2 separate regions of the Columba livia genome follow, and region 2 is linked to region 1. The links are chromatin contacts, called in public Hi-C maps. All regions are on one chromosome and are shown on one strand. Each heading gives the region's core, a stretch centred on a gene start, on an enhancer-like site or on the middle of the called end of the contact. The rest is flanking DNA. Distances are from core to core; before and after follow the strand shown.

Region 1 (5,047 bases), core at 750-3,249:
AACCATAAACTGTGAGGTTATTATTTGCATCTCAAGGTTAATATCTCTCTGAAAAAAATGCAATACTTCCAAATGCAACTAATTTTGCATCTATCACTTTAAATGTTGTGTGCACACACTTTCTATGGCACATATACCCTGTTTCCCCAAAAATAAGACCTACCCTGAAAATAAGCCCTAGCATGATTTCTCAGGATTTTTGAGGATGCTTGAAATATAAACCCTACTCCAAAAAGAAGCTCTAGTTACAGTTCACAAAAAAAGTCAATTTAAATAGTGTCCAGGCAGCTATACACGTAAAAAGTAACATCTTTGGAGCGAAAACTAATATAAGACCCTATCTTATTTTCAGGGAAACGGGGTAACACTACAACCACCTTCTGAGGTAGCTTCCAAAGCCCCATTTGGCTCACATGCTCTTTATGTAAAGGGTCACAATTTGTACCAGTAATAAAAACATTAAAACTGATGCTGTAGTTTTAGCCCTCAAAAGGTACCAACTTAACAAAAAGCAGATTGTGGTTCATTTAAAGGGTAAATAATCTACCAGCATGCTTTAAAGTATTTCTTAAAATACAACTTATTTCTGAGAGTCTCATAATGCTACACAATAATGAAGTTTCAATATTAATGAAAGATAGAGTAAAGATCCCTTTCAGAGTCAGAGAATATGATTGCTAGCTTTGTTTAGTTGCAAACTACAATCTAATAGAGGGAGAAGCGGTGGTATACAGACATACTTTATGGGAGCAACTGGATTTCCTTGCCGTGCTCTTCTTTGCTCTGGTGTCATGTAATCCCACTTGAACACCAGGTTCCAATCAAAGCCTTCAAGAAGAAAAAGATTAGAGAAGGACGTTAAAAAGACTCTGGTCATCATTCAACTTGTAGTAACATAATGTTCACTGAAAACACCGGGAACTGTAATTTAAATGAAAAATTTTAAATGTGTACAAACTTCTGTGTAGAAAACAAACAAGTAGGAGTCCAGATAAATGGCAAATAAGTTGACAGGACAATAAAAAGTAATATCTAATACAAAATAGCTTTGATCTCTCTTGCTGCCATCTACTACACATAGTAAGAAACCCAATCAGCAAGTGACAAAGCAAAAGCCTCATATTAATCCAATGTCTCATTTCATCAAATAGAACACCATATGATGATCTTCCAACCATTACAAATGCTCCCAAAAGTCTTTTACTGTACAATTGCATTTCAACTTGATGACATATGTTTACACAGGCTTTATGCAGCAGTTAGTATTCCTTTATCAGCAGGAGCTCTCTATGGTGAAGGTCACAACAGGTTATGTAGCTCCCACTTATTAACATTCATTTATCTTCCTGCTTTCCCACTACACACTTCTAAGTGCACCTTTATTTAAATCTGAGACAAGCGCTACAGAGCCAAAATCTTACTTCCTTTATGTAAGTACCTATGTGTGTGTACACGCAGCAACAGCTGGTCTGGTCCTTCAGTGAGTTAAGCACAGCAGCACATAGCAGCCACTAGAATAATGACCAATAGGTCACCTACAGCAATATTCTATCCAACAAGCATTTGAATCACCACCTTTAGGCAACGATGCACAGCTGGTGTAAGACAAACTTCCTATAGGAAACACTTTCATAACCCCTTTTAAGATGGGTTATGCCCAGGAGCATGAACATCTATTAAAAAGCTACACAAGGTCCGTCTCCCTCTTCCAGTACACCTAGCAAACCAGCCTCATACAGACTGCCTGCTGCCAGACATTTATATCCTATGAGGTCATGTAATGAATGATTTCCAGATTTCTGGTGCACAGATGTCAATAGTTTTCTTTCTCCAGCATAAAGATAAAGCAATTACCTTGTGGGGAAGTGGGGGAAAAGTGAAGGTAGCCAGACAACAAGTACAGTCCTACAAACTGTCTGTATTCGTAAACGTGCATACTAATGATTGATGTGGAGAGTTGAAAACTAAACAGTTTTCATTTTATCTCACAAGACATTTATCACGCACAATACAGAAATTACCCTGAACAGTCTTTACAGCATGCATGTCAACTCTGTCTCTCCACAGTTAAGTATTTCATGAAGTGTTGCACTGTAAAAATGAAAGACTGTCTAACTACTCCAAAACTCCAAGTAGCAAAACCGTAAAATGACTACAATCGATAGTACCATAAAGCCTCCAGCATGAAAAGTAAAATGAGCTCCACTATTTCCATGCAGTTAAAAAGTCGCATTTCATCATACATACCCAGCAAAATTACTTGCATCTGGGGGAACTTGAAAAAAAACTACCGCTCTCTGGCAGAAGCAGTACAGATAGAGTTACGTATACTCTAGTGAACACAAGGGGTCTCTTCTGGAACACAGCACTCTGTTACAAACTCTGAACATGTGTATAAATTGTCTACCCATAAAAACTGTCTCCATTTTCACTGACTCTGGGAAAAATCTGTACTCAATCAGATAATATCAGTAATTCTGTAAAAGGAGTTTTTCTAAACACAAGTGCATATCCACTATGAAATTCTATCCAGTGTAAACTGCATCATAGGCATACTCTAAATTATTAGATCTCAGTTAACTACAGTTTATTCCAGAAATTGAAGTGTTTCTCAGGGCAGCATAAACACTTTTGCAAATCCCCCCTCAACAAAAAATTTGTAACATGAAGTGCATGGATTTAGTATTGGCTAGACATGGGGAATTTTTTTTAGCCCTGTCTCCTTTAAAACCTTCGTAGCATTTGCTAGGTTGCTTGTCTTGGGTGATTAAGTCCTTTCAAAACAGACCAGGCACAAATGCTGTCCCAGCTGTCTCAACCCTCCATGCTTCAGATACTCTATCTCAGGTTGAAAGCATAGCTTGGTTTTCCATGTTTAGACTTGGCCCAGCGAAAGTGTCCCATGACATCAAACATGGTAGTGCCTGTAACATGGTAATCTGTCCTTTGGGAACTGAAAAGAAATATATTATTCATGTTTCAAGAGACACCCAAATGGCCTTAAACACTGGTATGTGCAAAATTTCTATTGTTAATATTAAAAAAAAAAAAAACAAAAAACCCAAAAAACCAGCTTCTCACTCCTCAATCCAGAAGTACAGAGGTTCCATGCACTTAAAAAATTAAAACATCTATTTCTGTTGCATACAAGGGGAGAAAATGAGCACTAAAAATTAAAAAAAAAAGAAAAAAAAAAGGAGAAAAGGGAAACATACTTCCAAAGATAAAGCAGTAACAAGTGAAACGATCTCTCAATCTTCTTTCACTTCACTTGGGAAGAATTAAAGTGTGCGAACCTTGCAGGAACCAAGCAAAGGTTTCAGTGAAAGAACTCCTCCTCCTACTGCAGGCAACAATAAAAGCCACATAATGGTATAGAGATTTCCATGCTTGAGGCATAATGAATAGATTGGGTAAAAGCCTTAAGGTTTTAAAAAAGCTGGCACTCAGATAATAGCACAGACCTATACATTAGCATACTGTGAATATATGCACTGTAGGTGTTACTTCAGGATGTTAATTAAAAGGACATAGAACCTCTCACCTCCACATCACTGACTGGAAATTGCACCCTATGTGACATTATGCAAATATTGCTTTTATTGTAGTTTACTGGAACAACACCTGGAAGCCAGTTAGAGACTAGTAACTGACAGAATAGGCTTGGAATTAGTTTTTCCTTCCACGCTCAAGAAAGCCCATTCAGAAAAAGCTGAAACACTGCAGAAACAGCACTGCATAATTTCTGTATTGTGGCTCATTTTATATCTTTGTGCAGACAGTTCAGTCAAAAAAAGGGAGGGGGGGAAGAAGAACAGCTATTTTAAATACTAGATTCTTGCTTACAGTGAAAAAAGGGGAGGATTTTTCTTGGGGGCAGAGAGAGTTTCACAAGTCTTTTTAATATTTGCTCTCAACGGTTTACACTAGCTAGACACAGTGAAACTAATATATCTAAATTCAATTTAACAGGAAATTTTGTAACTGTAAAGGTATAAACACCACAAATTTCAAGGTCACATGATACTCTCTTCACAATTACAGATCATGGCTAACAAACATTTATTTTTAAAACACATTCCAAAGCTTTCTGCTTATTCAGAAGATTTTAATTTTTTTAAGCAAACCAGCATCTTGAAAAAGCTCATAGGCACTACATTGCTGATGGGCTTTTAAGCTAGGGAGCAATTAAAGCCTGTCTTATCTAAAAAGAGAATCATAAACCCTGGCCATAAGCTGCTTCTGACATGTACACAGTCCTACAAACATTGGAGTGAGCACTGCACATAGGTAAAAGGCAGCACAAACTTATAAGAATTAGAATAATCAAGAGGACCTGTTTTAAAGCAAAAGACAATAAGGCCAATTAAAATCCAACCCTAGAAACAACTGACCTACAGAACTTAAACCATGAGCAGGAAGAACCATATGTTAACTGCCCATTCCACAACTGCAGTGATTATGAGCTTTGATTCTTGATGCTTTTTTTTTTTTAATTTGTATTCCAGTACAGGTACATACCGCCTTTTAAATCAGCTGACGCCCCCACGTACTGGAAGTTGTCCATATTAATTACATCAATAATAGGAGACACAACTCTGGTCTTGTCCTAAAATAAATATTAGAAAGTAATATTGAAATAATGAAATCAATATATAAAGATGCAGGTAGGATGAGATATTGATCAGTTCAGCATGATTTCATGAGCACATCTCCCACAGCTCTCCCCTTACTTCAGCTGATGGCTCTGAAGAGCCAGTGCTGTGAACAGCATCGCTCAGCCCTGCTGCAGAAAGCAGAAACCACACAATGTGGCTTTGAATCCTCTTTCTGATCCAGTCTACTCAGAGTAATCACCCTCTTCTGACTTGCTCTTGAAGAAGGCAGCAAACTTGTAGTTTTAAAGGCAGCCAAGCAAACAGTGCTTCCATTCTTACTTTTAAAACCAGCTCAAAGAAAAGCAGCATCCAGGCAAGTCATATTTTCCACAGCAAATCTCTAGCCATGCGGTCTACTATGGTCTTACTGTTATTTCAACCTTTAAGGA
Region 2 (5,047 bases), core at 1,812-4,311, 75 kb after region 1:
AGCCCCATTCATGCCTGCTCAGCTCCTACCAGGCCAGAGCATGGCACACCCGGCTATGGATTCTACCACTGTTGCCAGGGGCCAAAAACTTGAGTGAAGCTGCACCTTACACTGCAATATCTAAAGAGCTCCATAGATCCCATTAGAAAGGTTTCAAGTGGAGAATCAAAATAAGTAAATGCTTACATTAGCTCTACCACTACTCTAATAAATAAAGGAGAAAAAAAAAAAAAAAAAAATCACCCTTACAGAAAACAACATTGTTTATACAACCAGGTCTGTAATTAACATGCAAATTACTTACTCAAACAAATTAAGAACTATCCTCTCCCGGTTTTTGTAATTTTATAGACTGAACATGGCAGAGACTTCAATTTATTAAAAGTCAAGTTCTTCTGTAAGCAACTCTGCTTCCATTACATGGAAATAGTGGGCAAGTAATAAGGACTACATGAAGTCATACGCACACAGAAATTTACTACAGTAGGTTTTCTGCTTGTGCATTTAAGACAGTTTGTGTTTTTGTTTTACACCAGGGTCTGACACTAAGTTAATAAGCCTTTTATTGAGATTCAGAAGCTATTACATTACACGCGTCTTGCTCTACTTGCATTTGCTAACCTATGCTGAGGCCTAGGATTAAATTTTACGCTTCACTGACAGAAAATAGAATCCTAAATCACCAATCCACACATAATTGTTAATTTCCCCACTTGTTTCTTGTGGTCACAATACCTATGTTCTTCCTTACCACAGACTTACTTTAAACTTTCATATTTTTAAACGTAGCACTGAACTTCAACTCAGGCCTATGAAATGCCTCGTTTTCTTTTAATTATCCTTACTACACTCTCCCTATTACCTAGGCTAGTAAAGGTTTACTAAATTTTGTACAGAATGATAACAAACTATACTATCAAAGCAAGTATCATGGTCACAGACCTCTTGAAACAATAATAAAACCTCCTACTAATACGAATAATAAACAGCAGAAGGTTCTAGTAGATTAAGTACCAGACTCATACTCAGAAAAACTCATATCTTTCCAATTTTATTCTCACCCAGTCTTCTAGATGACCTTGGGTAAATCACTATCCTCACACTGCAGTTTCCCCAGCACTAAAAATTAATCAAACTGAGTTGCAAATCTGTCTGAAAACCCCAAATGAAATGCACCATAAGAATTAAAAATATATTTCCCTGTCTACAGATATATTTGCCTGCATAGCTTTTCTTTATCCCATTACACATCAGCAACAGTGTAAGATTGCTTTTACTTTCTAAATACACTCTAGTGGTTCTTCAAGAAAGGCTTTACACTACTGCCTTACTTTTTATCACATGCTTGATCTATTTCTGCTACCTATCTACTTTGAAGGACGAAGAGCTTGTATCTAGCAATACACAGTTAACACTTACTTTAATACACTACATCAAAAGCTGCTGTTGAATACATTCCTAAGCTACAAGGGGAAAATAAAACAGGACATATCAGAACAGAGAGCAAATTATCATCGAGAAGCAACTCATTCTCTAGTCTCTTGCTCACATAAGTAATCTTCTAAATAATCATGCAAGTATTTGCTTCCACAACCTGCCATGGGAACCAGTCATCAGCAGATTTTTACTGAAAATACACGCATTAATGAACCAAACTGCATCAAAGCAATACAAGAAGATTCTTCTTCTTACACAGCACTAGACTCAATAAACACTTCTTTTCATTTAACAGGAGACTGACATTTATTAGCAAAGAACACTGTCTAACTGTGGAACACTTTGCTCACTTGCTTTCTTCTCATTTCTGGGTTGGTTTGTTTGGGTTTTTTAGAAAAACTATGCCATTATGAGATGCCTTTTCACCTTTCCTATTCCAAAATATAAGGCTTAAACAAGAGTTCTTAAAAGCTCTTGGCTTTGCTAGTGTTTGGGGGTGGGGGAAAGTCCACCAAAAAAAAAAAAAAAGCACTTATTCATAAGTAATTTTTCTAAACAGAGTTTGCAGATAAAGTTGCCATTTCCAGCATCATGCCATATAAACCTGCTTTGATTGACAAAAATCTTGAACTATGACATACTTAACTTGCAGCTGTTTTCCTGATCAATGAATTACTACAACACACCGAAAAGTGGACTGTATATGTTGATCAGCAGAATAAAGAAAAAATATTCCTGTACTGTCAATAGACAACTTCTTGAGCCTTACTAACGGAGCCGATTAAAAAAAAAAAAAAAAAAAAAACGAGAAGACAGACCTTCCACACCACAGACGTGGAACGTGACAAATCCAGCTATTTCCCGAAATATTGCAAAACCGATCATAAAAGGGCATCTTGCAGACGTAGCGAGAGGAAATCACCGCGCATCCCAGAGAGAAAAAGCACTTGCATCTCGGATCCCCGCGCACTCCCGAGGAGGGCACACGAGCCCGGGCGACTCCGGTGCCGGCGGGGGAAGGACGGGGCAGCCGCTCTGTGCCGGGAGCGGAGCCCAGGCGGGGCCCCCCCGCCGCGGAGCGCAGCCCCGGCCCCCCCGCCACCCGCCCTACTCTCCCCTCCCACACCAACTTCCCCCGGCCCGGGACGTGGCCGGCCGCAGTTGGGCAGGGAGCGACGTGACGAGGCTGAAACCGGTCTGAAGTCCACAAAGAAGCCATCTGCCTCCGGGAAACGTGCTAGTGGGGAAAGAAGAAGCCCGGGGGAGCTTCACCGCGCCTGCAAACGAGCACCTCCCCGCCGCCCCCGCCCTGAGGACCGGGCAGCGCCGCCCCGAGCCGCCCCGCCGCCGGGACACGGAGCGGGCGCACCTTCACCGCCTGCCCCGCGCGGTCTCCAGGCTGGGTTCTTACCTTCCTCCCGCCGCCGCCGCCGGCCAGCGCGGCGCTGCCGCCCGAGTACATGTAGTAGGCGATGCCCAGCACCCAGAGGAAGGCGAAGCAGAGCAGCAGCCGAGACCTGCGCCGCATCCTCCCTCCCGCGCCGCCGCCAGGCCACCAGGAAACGGCCAGCAGCAGCAGCCTCCGCTCCTGCCGCCGCCGCCGCCGCGCAGGGTCAGGGGGCAGAGGGCGAACGCCCGCCCCCCGACCAATCCCGCGCCGCCCGGCCCCACGGGGGGCGGAGCGGGGCGGAGCGGGGCGACCAGCGTCGCCATGGCTGCAGCACGCCGGGCCGCCGCCCCCTCCCGCCCGGGCCGGGGGCTGCGCGCCCCCCGCGGCGGCGGGACGGCCCGACCTCGCCCGCCCGTCCCTCCCTCCCTCCCGCGCCCGGTGCCCCGGCCCCGCGCCGCCCTGCCGACCGCCGCCGCGCTCCCCAGCGCCTGCCTGAGGGGCGCGCGCTGCCGCCGCCCGATGAGGCGGTTGCCGCGCCTCGTGGCCAACGGCCGGGACGTGACGGGCAAGCGCGGGGCCGCCCCGGCTGCGCCTGCCGAAGGGCGGGCGGGTCAGCAGCCGGCCCGCGCCCGGAGCGGCGGCTGGCGGGTGCCGCGGGGCCGTGGGGTTTCGGAGCTGCTCGGGCGCCCGGCCCGCCGCCTCCCACCCCCGCCTGCCTCCGGCCGAAAGTGTCTGTGACCGCACTTCTGCGGGCTGGGGCATGGGCAGCGCCGGGAGCGGCCCCTCTGACGTGAGGGGTGATCCCGGCTGCGGCTGCACCCCGTTCAGCGCACTCTCCATACTGCGCCACTGGTGGGTTGAGCACGCCTCAGCCCATATTGGCTCGTTATATAGGGATCCCAGCTGCACAGAAGCTCCAAGCTGGCCACCAGAAGTCGTTTCTGTGTCTCCCTGGTGTTCCCACTGAACAGCAGGGAACGAACAATCTGCTTTGTGAAGGTGGTGTCCTTGCGGTCACTTGGGGCAGGTGGTGAGGCTGGTCTTCATTAAATCTCAAAGGTGAGAAAGCAAAGTCATGCTGGATGATGTCCAGTGTTCTCTGCGTGACAGGTATCCACATCTCATTTGATAAGTCTCTGCCTTACATTATTTAAGAGATTCTTGTGTGGCCTTGTGGGAGACATCAAGGTCTTGACAACCCCACCTTCCCACTGAGGTCACGCATCTGCTCCCTCACCCTTCTGAGGTCACTGCATTACTCGGACAGCAGCACCCAGTCTGGAAGCACGGTTGCCCCCACACAGGCCTAAGGGGGCCTCCAGAGGACTCTTCCCAGGTTGACCCAAGTGGGCTTCTACTCTTAGAGGCTGATCTGTCGATATGAGGTCATGGCCTGGTAAAATTACCTTTCTTTCTGCTTACCCAGTTCCACCATTAAACACCCCAGGACAGACACTACACTGCTGCTAGCCCTCAGTGTGGTTCACTGACTTGTGCGTGCACAGTTCATGCTGTCCTTTTTCCACACCACTGACTTTCCTCTTGTCCAACATTTGCTGCTGTCTCATTCTACTCCGAGATATCAAAAAATGAGAGCACAAAACTGAGACACATTCCCTAGCAATTAAAAAGCACCTTTATTTCAGAGCCACGGTATCCACTCAAAGCAGAACATTCCTGGGTTTTAAAGGTTTTCTCTGTCATCTCACCATTGGTTTGTTTGTTGTTTTTTTTTTTTTTTTTTAATATGCTGGTTTACTGCTGCCCATTCTGACTGCACTGCATGATTTTGTGCTCCTTCTGTCTATACCTATGTCAGACCTCTGCCAGTCAAGCCGCACTGGTGGCTACAGAGCCTCTGTAGAAGACTGCTCACCAAGCTGTGCCAGGCTGAGGCAGGGGTCTGGCAGAAATTCTGTTGCATGAGCAGGAGAAGAGCCAGCCGCTGAAAGAAGTGGCATCAAAAGCTCACCTGCTCACCAGCACAGTGACTCCGCTGACAGTCTCGTCAAGAAGTTGATTCATGTCAGCGTTGGCACAGCCTGGGCAGAAGTTGTCTGGCATGCAAAGATTTCAGTGAACAACTGCATACCTTCCCAGCTGCCAGAGCCCTGATGGAGAGACAGGACAGGTGAAAAGACAAAGGAAGAAACCCCAAATAAGCATTTGTATAGAGAGTGTAAAATAGAGATCTCTTCACATAATATGACTCCTTCAATA

The links. Hi-C and Micro-C count contacts between places; a contact is called where the count stands out from the background.
Region 2: a Hi-C map of liver shows a contact between it and region 1, with 2.2 times the contacts expected there. The contact joins the promoter of GALNT2 here to the enhancer-like site in region 1. A contact is called at or near these places in 2 of 2 Hi-C or Micro-C datasets (crop and liver).

The regions. Positions count from the first base shown.
Region 1 is chr3:76,624,767-76,629,813 of bColLiv1.pat.W.v2, forward strand. GALNT2 (polypeptide N-acetylgalactosaminyltransferase 2) reads right to left here. Exons shown (of 16, transcript XM_065057735.1): 8 at 4,522-4,609; 9 at 741-828. Among named protein-coding and RNA genes, the nearest start is that of GALNT2, 75 kb to the right of the region's middle. Within about 2 kb of position 2,000, at least 2 of the 3 cell types and tissues checked have an H3K27ac peak away from gene starts, as active enhancers do.
Region 2 is chr3:76,699,121-76,704,167 of bColLiv1.pat.W.v2, forward strand. GALNT2 (polypeptide N-acetylgalactosaminyltransferase 2) reads right to left here and starts at 3,062. Exons shown (of 16, transcript XM_065057735.1): 1 at 2,849-3,062. The coding sequence starts at 2,965.